2 separate regions of the Mus musculus genome follow, and region 1 is linked to region 2. A link is a contact called in public promoter capture Hi-C data. All regions are on one chromosome and are shown on one strand. The core of a region is the stretch at or near the end of the contact, and the rest is flanking DNA. Distances in the headings are between cores, read along the strand shown. Region 1 holds the start of Faap20 (Fanconi anemia core complex associated protein 20). Region 2 holds the start of Megf6 (multiple EGF-like-domains 6).

Region 1 (5,080 bases), core at 839-3,338, 1.1 Mb after region 2:
TCTTATCACCACAACAGATAGTTCCAGGAGAGTAAAATATTTTCATCAAATTCAACCTTAATTTTGTTGTTATTGTTTTTCAAGACAGGGTTTTTCTTTTTGTAGCCCTGGCTGTCCTGGAACTTGCTCTGTAAACCAGGCTGGCCTCGAACTCACAGAGATCCACATGTTTCTGCCTCCTGAGTGCTGGGATTAAAGGCATGCACCACCACCATCTGGCTTTAATTTTTATGTTGTTGTTGTTATTATTATTATTAATTATTTCCTGGTCTGGAGAGATAGTTCAGTGGTTAAGAGTACTGACTGCTCTCCCAGAGATCCTGAGTTCAGTTCCCAGCAACCACATGGTGGCTCACAACCATCCATACTAGGATCTGATGCCCTCTTCTGGCATGCAGGTGTACATGCAGATAGATTACTTTTTTTTTTTGTTATTTTGTTATTTTGTTTTTTTTGTTTTGTTTTGTTTTGGTTTGGTTTGTTTTTTCGAGACAGGGTTTCTCCGTATAGCCCTGGCTGTCCTGGAACTCACTTTGTAGACCAGGCTGGCCTTGAACTCAGAAAACCGCCTGCCTCTGCCTCCCGAGTGCTGGGATTTAAAGGCGTGTGCCACCACGCCCGTCGATAGATTACTTTCATACATAAATATTTTTTAAAAATTCCTTCCTGTGTGTTGTGAGGGTGGGCACACACACCGTGGTGGAGGTCAGAGGACAACCTCGCCTTCCACCTTGTGAAGGCACTGTGTCCACAAGTCCCAAAAGCTTCAGGCGAGGGGAACCTCCTGTTTCTGCCTCTCCTCTCACAGCACACCTGGAGTCCAGACTTGCGCTGTCCTGCATGGTTTCATGTCAATTCTGAGAACTGACCTCAGGCCCTTATGCTTGCATAGACACTTTGCCTACTGAGTCACCTCCCTAGCCCAAATTCAACTTTTTGTTTTGTTTTGTTTGAGACAGGATCTTTCTTCATAGCCCTGCTTTCCTGGAACTCACTCCATAAACCAAACTCATAGAGATCCTCCTGTCTCTGCCTCCTGGGTACTGGGATGAAAGGTCTGTGCCAGTGTTCTTGCAAAGGATTCAGGTTCATTTCCTAGCACCCACATGGTAGCTCACAACTGTCTGTAACCACAGTTCTAGGCGGTCCAAGACCTTTTTCCAATCTCTGTGGGCACCAGACACATACGGCACAAATACATGCGCTCTCCGAGATTAAACTTGCTCTTCCTCTTCAAGTCTGCAGAGACAGAAGACAACCTTAGTGCAGAAACCATCCCCAGACCCTGGTCTAGACACAACTTCCAGGATGTGGAACCTGGAAGTACACACGGTGTGTGTGTGTGTGTGTGTGTGTGTGTGTGTGTGTGTGTGTGTGATCTCACCTAAGGATGGGGTGCAAAGCTCTGACTGGAGGAAGACCCAGGAAAAGGGTCTGCGAGTCAGATGGTTGCAGGACAGGCGTTTGGAACGGCCCTGACCCCTGGGGGCTGTGAAGTAGAAAGCTACTAGCGAATCCCAATGCGTACATCAAAGTGCCTGGACTTTTGCTGCCACCAAGTGATGGGCTGCAGGATTGCAGGACGGGATATTGGTTAGGTAGGAAGCCCGGGTTTTTCACTCTGAGCCTTCGTCCCCTGGGCTTTGCGGTTTGATTGCTCTTCTCTTTGGTAGAAAAACCCAGTTCCTCCTTTAAGAAGAAGATGCTGGCAAAACTGGGCCTGAGAATTTGGTCCTATCCATGGGGCCTTCCTGAAAAAGACTACAGAACTGGAAACTGAGGCAGGGCATTGTCTGGGAGGTGCCACCGGCAGGGCAAGCCTGACAGCTCTCTGCACGTGTTGACGGAAGGGAGCCCAGGCTCTGCACAGGCTCGAGTGGCCCAATCTCGCACCCCTGCAAACTGGAGGGCAGCTCCGCCCTGTCCCGCCTCTCCCTCAAGGCGGCAGCCTCGTGTTCCCAACGGTTGGGATCTCGGCGCCTTAGATTTCCAGCGCCACAAAGGGGAGCTGGCACTTGGCAGAGCGGAGAGTGGGGGGGGTCTGGAAGCCGCCGGAGCGGATCCCGGTCGGAGGGCGGGCCGGGCTGTAAGTCTCACTTCCGCCGGACGCTGTTTGGAGAAGGATGGAGGAGGAGCGGAGACTGCGGGGGAGGCTGAGCCGTCGGAGGCCGCCCGCGGGGGGCGGGTGAGGCGGGACAGAGCGGAAGGGTGGGGTCCTGGGGGCTTTGGAAGGCGCTGAGACACCGGGAAGGCGATGGGGACGCCTCGATGTTCCCGCCTAGCTGCGGGGTTCCTCGCACGCGTGCATCTCGCTACCAGCCGCGCTCCGCCTCTCTCGGGGCGCGGTCGCTTCTTCCGCCCCAACGCTGCTGTTCCCCACCACCACCTCCGCCACCCCTCTTCACGTCGCCCATTTATCCACTTCTTTCTCAGCCCCAGGCTCCGTTTCCCCCAAGAGTCCATTTACCCTTCTAAGTGAGGTTCCTTCCCGGTCTCTTACTATGGACTCCCTCCTCCATTACCCCATTGTGGACCTGCTCCCTAGCCCTGGTACCCCTCACTGTAGAATCAACTCTTCACGATATCTCTACCATGGATGCCCCGGCTGACTCTTCCTGTGCTTCCCAGGCCCCCTAACTGCCGCCCTTGGTTTCTCTCGGAGGGAAGTAAGAGTGAGCCCTGGGCTGCTCTGTTGCGCAGCACCGTGAGCGGGACCGCGGATTGGACCCCGAACCGTCAGCCATTACCACCGCTGCCTGCTTTTCCCAGCCAGGTGTGTCCAAAAGCACTAAAGAAGGATGACCTGGGAGAGAGTTCTCAGGCCCTGGGGGAGGTCATGGTGTTGGTGGCTGTGACCTTATGGGGACTTACTTTTCAGGAGTCTCTACCTGACCCAGAGTCCACTGTGCCTCCTGAGGCCTTCACTGTGGGATCCAAGACTTTCTCCTGGACGCCTTTGCCACCTGCCCTTCGTGGCTCTGGAAGCTCCCGCCACCTGTTCTGTGAACCTGAAGGCTCCCTGGGGTCACCTACTCCATCCCTGAAAGGATGCCCTGCACTAAATTCTGGTCGAACTCCCAGCGCCCAGGAGTGTGTGCCTGTGCAGAGTCCACTTGCGTTGCTGAGTTGCCCGTTGTGCCAGAAGGCGTTTGACCCGAAGTGAGTGTCCTATCACTTAAGACTTAGCAGGGTGTAAGGTCCACCGACTTAGGAGGCTAAGAGAGTGCCTGGATGTGGCTCTGGCCTTTTGTTTATAGAACTAAAATTTAAATTATAAATATTTACATATATGTGTGCATGGCACATATGCATGTGGAGGTCAGAAGACAACTTCTTGAAATCTGTTCTTAGCTTCCACCATGCGAGTCCTAGGGATTGAACTCAGACCCTCAGACTTGGCAGCAGGAACCTTTATTTGCTGAGCCTTTTTGCTAGTCCTGGTTAATCAAGCGCAAAGTTAGCTTGATTAAGCAGCTGTCAGAACATAAGGCAGCGCCTAGTTCAGAGCCCAACAGTCTCCTCCAAATGATTTAAAAAACTATTTGTGCTGAGCTGGGAGTGGTGGCTTATATGCCTTTAATCCCAGCTCTTGAGGGGCAGATGTCTGAGCTCCAGGCCAGCCTGGTCTACATAGTGAATTCCAGAACAGCCAGTTCTATGTAGAGAGATCCTGTCTCAAAAAACAAAAACAGAAAAAAATGTGCATATTTATTGTTTGCGTAGTATATCTACATGCTCAGAGGGTTTTGCACAGAGGCACCCATGTGCACAGAGGCCAGGTCAAGTTTTTCTTGACACTTCCCACCTTGTTTTTTTTGAGAGAATCGCTCACTGAACCTAGAGCTCACTGATTTGGCTCGGGTGTCTAGCCGAGGGGCTCGGGTTCCACCATTTCTCCCAGCCCCCAGTACTTGGGTTGTGAATACGTATAACCTTTACATTGGTAATGTTTGCATAGAAGGTACTTTACCAACTGAGCCATCTTTCTAACCTCCAAAATGTGCCTTTTTATTAGAATCAAGCCTTTATGGATTTTGGAGGATCCCCAGGCCCAGCCCTCAGCCACAGCTACCCACAAAGCTCAGACAGGGGGATGCTGAGTGTGGGCTGGGTTGCGTCAGGTTGTGGCTGTCTCCAAGTGGGGTCCTGTTTATGGGAGAGTGTATGGTTTGAAAAGTGGACACCTCCATGTTTCTTACCCAGGGGCAGAAGCTGAGGGCTCGGACCCTTTTGGGGAATTCGTTTTCAAAGAGCCCATTAGATTCCCAATCTTGTCAGGGCTCCTGCCCCCCTCTTGTTCCAGGATGGCTTTTTGTGTGTGCTGTCCTTGGGTGTGTCTAAGAAAAGACTTGAAGACAGGGCCATTGAAGAGGGATGCTCCATCCTCTGGGTGCTTTTCAATTGGCTGTATGAAAGCTTGGCAAAGTGCCTTGCTTTTCTGAGGTAGGTGTGAGCAAGGTGGGCTCAAGTCTTAGCAAGTCTGGAGTGATTCATTTTCACGTTGCGCTATAAAGGAACTGGGATGTATTTGACCAGACTCACCTGAGGTGGCAGCCAGATCACTAGGCTGACTGGCGGAAAATCATGTCCCATGGACTTCAAGGCGTTCCCTTCTATTCCTGCCCCACTGCAGGGTGTTCTGGGGCTTAAATGGCAGGGATGTTGTCACAATGGGTAGGATCTGTTAAGGAGGCAGGTCAGCTCGACAGCGAGCTGTCATATTGTCCTCTGAGGGCAGTCTATGCAGACATTGCTGCCCAGCTGAGCTGGCACAAGGGAGCCCGGGGATGCCCCTCAGGGGGACCACACCACTCGTTCCTTCCTTTAGCCCAGTGTGAGCCACACAGAGCACTATTTTTTTTCCTAAAGCTGGCAGGAATTGAACACTAGGTTGAAATGTATACAGTGTTCTTCATTCCAAGATCTTACTGCTCTATTCAGAAACGTCCTAAGTCTTTCCCCACCTTTGGGAACTCAGTGTAGTACCCTCTCCCCCCGACCCCCCAGTTTACCAGTCTGCAGATACTCAAGTCCTTTTTACATAAAACAGTTGTTACTTCCTGGATTCTACATCTCTAAG
Region 2 (5,217 bases), core at 618-3,117:
CTGGACGGGACATGGGCAGAGATGGAATAGCCTAGGGTCAGTAAAGCTCTGACCCAAGGAAACCTTCAAGTTGAAGGGGTTTAGGAATTCACGCAGGAGGCCACATACCTTTGTAAAATTAGCAAAGCCATTTTACTTCGTATTGTCTCTCTTCAGTAAGGGCCCCACATAGGTTTCGGGATACTAAAAGCACGCCCCCTCCCCCACCCAAGGAGCCGAGAAAATTTCACCCACTCACCTCCAGACTCTGGTCCTGGGGCACGGTTTCACAGAGCAGGTGGTGAACTTCTTCAGGTCCCCATCCCTCATGCACACAAGCATTCACACACGCCAGCGCCGGGAGAGACAGAGGTACAGAGGAGCAAGCTTAAGCGCCTGGGCCCAGTGTACAGTTCCTGTACTTCTCCACAGTGGTGGGCCCCTGGCTGAGGAGGGATATGAGATGAATTCCTGGGTGCAGACATTGGGAGTCCCCCAGAGGGCTCGGGTCAGCCTCTGCTACTGAGATCCAGGGAGGGTCTGGTGATGGGTTTGAGCAGAAGGGTGAGTCCCAGCACAACAATGCAGGGCAAACTGGGGTCCTGTTTGGGGCATCAGGTGGCAAGTTCCAGGACCCATTGCCCTCCAGAATCTGTCTGTCTATCCATCTCTCCCTCCCTCCTTCCTTACTTCCCTCCCTTCTCTATTTCCCCTGAGGTTATACTCCTCTATGTTTACTGCTCAGATCTGAAACCTGAGTTTTCTAAACTCACTCCACTCCCTTCCTTGCCCTCGGTTCCGCATCTGGGCCAGCAGCAGGTCTAAGCTGACAGCACCTGCCCAGTAATGAGACCCACAGTCTTTTGAAATGCGAACTTTTGCAGCGGCATTTCCAGGTCCCCCAGCCAGAGGCCCCCTCAAGCACTTGCTTCAGGGGAAGAGGAGGCTGGAACACCTACCGCACTCCTCAGGGATGGTGGAAGAGGGCAGGCTGGGTCCACCCATCATGTAAAAGGGCAGGCACACCTCTCCAGTAGGACAAGGAGGAGCTGATCCTCACACAACTATCTGCAACTAGTGAGGTCCGCTACCATACCCTCATGGGACTCTCCCAGCTCAGCTTCACAAAGAGCCCCTCTGAGTGTTTGATAAGTCCTGGACTAAGAGATGCCACGTACAGCGCTGGTCAGTCTGCCCCTAACCGCGGAGAAAGTCAAATCAAATCAAAGCCAGGCTTAAAAGACAATAAATACCTGGTGCAGGGAGTCGCCTCACCTCCTAGACCCCTATGCAGGTGCCTAGTGGGACCTACACGCCCACTCCACCCCATGCTACCGTCCCAAAGCACTCAGTACAGAACTGGGAATACGAAAGCCCAGAGGGTGGTGTGTTACCTAATAAAGTCAGTACCCAAAGGAAGTGCCCAGAGGCACTCAGAGGCTGTCCCCCCCTCTACCTCCCGCTCTACTATCCCTCCCTGCTTCTGGGACAGCGGTGGCGGGCGCGCGGACGAGGGGCCAAGGGAAGGTGACTGCAACTCCAAGAATCCAAGGGTGCGCTTGCAGAGGTCTCAGATCTGGATAGAGCGGTGTTTACGAAGTATGGACCGCGCAGACTCGACAGAATTGTTCACTTGGTTGGGGTCAGACCTGGGACTCTCGGTTGCAGAGAGAGGGAGCGCAAGTGAAATTGGAAAGCTTTAGGGGAAAGTACTGGGAAGCGAGCTTAGCCTTAAAGGTAGGACCAGGAGCCGGAGAGGGGAGGGGCTGAAGCGGGGCTGGAAGTGGGCTCTCCCTATTGGGATTGTCTGGGCGGGGCCGAAGGCGGAACGGGCGTGGCTTGGGCTGGGGGTGGGGCCAAAAGGGGCGGGAGCGGGGTCGGGAAAGAGGGGGCTGGGGTCGGGCCGGGGGGCGTGCGGCGGGCGGGCCTGACGTCTGCTGCGTCCCGCTCCGAGTTTGCTCTCCATCACTCCTGGCAAGTGTCTGGCCGCGCCGAACCGAGCGCGAAGGTCTCGGAGGTCCGGGCAACTGTCCCATCTGCACCTGCGGGAACCTCGCGCCCCGCACCTGGCGCGACTGGGTTGTGGTGCTCCGCTGTCCTCTGGGGGTATGGCGCCCGTGAAGACAGCGTCTACTGGCCGTAAGGGCCGCCTGTGAGTCGAAGATCCCAGGACCGAGTGGGAGCGCGACCGCGCGCACTATGCCTGTCGGGGTGGAGGCGAGGGCGTCTTGGCGCGTGGTGGCCCTGACGCTGCTGCTGCTCCCCGCCGTGCCTGCAGCCTCCCAGCCGCTACCCCCGCGCCCGCTGCAGCCGAGCATGTGAGTAGCGCGAGTCGTGAGGCTCCTGGCGGCGAAGCTGACCCGGACAGAACTCGGGGCTTTGTCCCTGGGGCCACAAACAATGGGCTCTTTGCTTTAACTGAGGAGGGGATGGTCTAGACCCGGGGTCCCGGACTGGATTTGGTGCCCTCGAGTCTGCCGCAGGGCCCATAGCCTCCGGGTTCCCGCCCCTGCAGCAAGGGTCCTGCAGACTTAGACGGATGCCGAACTCCGGAGAGGTGAGGAATCCAAGCCCCTGCGGCGCAGGGTCCAGCTGGGGAGCCAGCTTGGAGGCGGCCGAGAGGAAGCAGCCTGGTCCCACTTCCTCCCCAAGCTAGTCTCCTGGGGTCCGAGGGCCTGCGCAGGGGCGGGGGTGCCCAGAGGGGGCTGCCAGCACTGTTTTGTGTGTTAAACACGTGCGCTCTGGGGCCTCGGGAGAAGGAATTCAGTACTAGAATGGGCAGGAAGAGAGGGTCAGGGAGCCAGCGGCGACGGATTTAATTTTGAAAGATGATTCCCCAACAGGCCGGTTAGCGGTCTCTCTTAAACTGCAAAGCGATCCCCCTCTGTTGGCCTCAAAGGAAAACTGGTGCGAAGTGAGACTGAGAGTGGATGTACAGATGAGAGGCCTGCCCCCCCTCACCAGCCCTTCCCCGCAGGGTGCAAGGTGGAGCCTTGTAAACTTGGCAAGGCTGCTGGGGCGGCACGGGGAGTGGACCAGGGACCCTTCAGGCCCTGGTTGGGGCTTCCATTCTGCCAGTTCGGGCATCTTCTCACCCACAGAGGAGACTTGCTGCTTCTGTCCAGGGCTGGCACTGACCGGTCCACTATGTACCTGGCCGTGAGGACAGTGTCATGATTCCCTGGGGAATGAGAGGACAAGCTTCCTACTGGGACAGGTGCCCTCGGGACCTCCTCCCTGGGTCTTGCTTTGGTCTTTGTGGCCATTACAAAAAAGAGCTGGATCTGAGTTGGGGTCCTCTCGTCTATGAACAGAAGCAACCTATGTCCCCGACTTCCGCTGCTCCTTCCTCTTAACTGAGTTTGTTCCTAGGGAGCTTCGGTCCTAGAATGATTATTGCACTAAGCGTGGTGGGCTAGGGCTGCCAGCCTGCCTGTCTCTTTCATGGTTGAGAGGGGCTGCAGACACGGTCTTCCCGAGGTTGGGTGGATGCAATCTGGCACGAGTGGAAACTGTTGCTGGCCCTTTATGGGTTCCCCACCCTGCTCTGTCCGTTCCTGCTGATCTCCCTGGGAGTGGAGCCAAGGGCTTGCTGCCTGTGTCCTGCTCACCTGGGCCCAGGAAGCCTTTAGCTGTTAAAAAAGCTGTTGGAATTAGCTGTGAATGGGTAGCGGGAGAGCCTGACTCTTCTTCCTCTTGATGCAATTTCCAGAGACTGCCTTCCCTTCTTCCTGCAGAAGTGGCTGCATCTCTGCAGCCTGTGCATCCACTTGCTGGCTCTTCTGTGTCCCAATAAACCTGTGTTCTCAGATTGTCCACTTTGGGTGGGTCTGAGTTCCAGGTTGGGCTAAAACCCTGGCTCTCTTCCCCAGACCTACATCTCTTGGGCATCTGCACATGGGCTCTAGCTGGCTGGGCCATCGAGGCAGTTTCATTTGGCCAGACCAGTGGTGATTTATCTCCGTGGGCTTTGTAGGAGGGGCTGCTTAATTTGCTGAACACATGCACAGCAGGTGGAAGCCATGAGAACCAGCTTTTAGAGGTGACCTCGCAGGTTTGCTCTTAGTTCCTTGGAGGAGCAGGGGAGGGGTTCTGGGAAGGCAGCCGAGGACCCTAGGAAATACTTCTTGGCTGATCCTCTCTGCCCTGCTGCCTTTCTCTCCTGGGGAGTTCTGATGAGCTGGCAGGGCCTGGCACAGCTGCCGCACCTCTTTGGCCAGTTTTCCTGAACTGATAACTGCAGAGTTTTCACAGTACTTTGCCCTCCTGCCCACGGCCCCCTACAGTTGGTGTGCAAGCCATGGGCCTCTGTGGGCTCTAGAGCAGCTCTCACTCCCATCCCAGGTGCCCCGTAGACCCCCATGAGTCTGCTGGAACAGCGTGGGTGATTCTCTGGCTGCTGCTGACCACAGGTGCTCAGAGTCAGTGGGTGGAGCATGGCCACCTACTTATTTTTTGCCTCTAAGTGACTTTTCAGCTTGGAGGAAGTATGACCTGCCTGCTTCAGCTGGGGTGGGAATGATTGCTGAACAGCGTAGGGTTGGCATCACTCCTTAAGGGCTTCCCTGCAGCCCTGTGGAGGATGGAGAGAGGTTGCCCATGTGTTGAAGCTCCGACCAGCTCTGCTTGAGGCTGCGCCAGCCGCTTGTTCACATACAGCTTCAAAGCACAGGGCTTCCCCCAGTCTGGAGCCCCTTTGGGCAGCTAGGCTGAGAAACCCAGTGCTGGGGCTTTGGAATCAGCTCACGATGTTGACCCTCTCCTACTACCCAGGCAGGTAGGAGGCAATCCCCACCAACTCAAGTTCCATCTTGCAAGGTGCTCTTTGGGCATACTGGCCCGGAGGGCTTAAACAGCCACATTCTCTGAGACTGAGGCTTCCTCTAGTTTATCTCTCAAGTAGCCCCTCTTTAGGATGTGAGGACGTTGGATGGTGAATGACCAGATGCCCCAGAAGACAGGAGCTGCTGTGCCTACAGAGTGAGGTGGGGGGAGGGGTGGAGTGTGTGTGTGTGTGTGTGTGTGTGTGTGTAGCAGGGGAAGGACTGTGTGTCTGCTGAGCATCCTGTGCTGGTCATGTGCCTGGCAGGAGGCACCTGAGGGTCTCTCTCTGATCTGCCTTTTCATAGTGTTGACATGCCCCAGACAACCACTGGGCTCCTATCCTCAAAGCCTGACACTTCCCCGTGTGCCCGCTGTACCCAGGCCAGGGGTGATCCATGAGGCAAATGAGGCAAA

The links. Promoter capture Hi-C pulls out the DNA fragments that hold promoters and counts their contacts.
Region 1: a promoter capture Hi-C map of stem cell-derived epiblast-like cells shows a contact between it and region 2, with 4 times the contacts expected there. The contact joins the promoter of Faap20 here to the promoter of Megf6 in region 2. A contact is called at or near these places in 1 of 39 promoter capture datasets (stem cell-derived epiblast-like cells) and 1 of 115 datasets of contacts at active chromatin or transcription factors (large pre-B cells).

The regions. Positions count from the first base shown.
Region 1 is chr4:155,247,878-155,252,957 of GRCm38.p6, forward strand. It overlaps Faap20 (Fanconi anemia core complex associated protein 20), which reads left to right and starts at 2,089. Exons shown (of 4, transcript NM_001190445.1): 1 at 2,089-2,185; 2 at 2,629-2,773; 3 at 2,879-3,159. The coding sequence starts at 2,124.
Region 2 is chr4:154,168,846-154,174,062 of GRCm38.p6, forward strand. It overlaps Megf6 (multiple EGF-like-domains 6), which reads left to right and starts at 1,868. Exons shown (of 37, transcript NM_001162977.1): 1 at 1,868-2,297. The coding sequence starts at 2,179.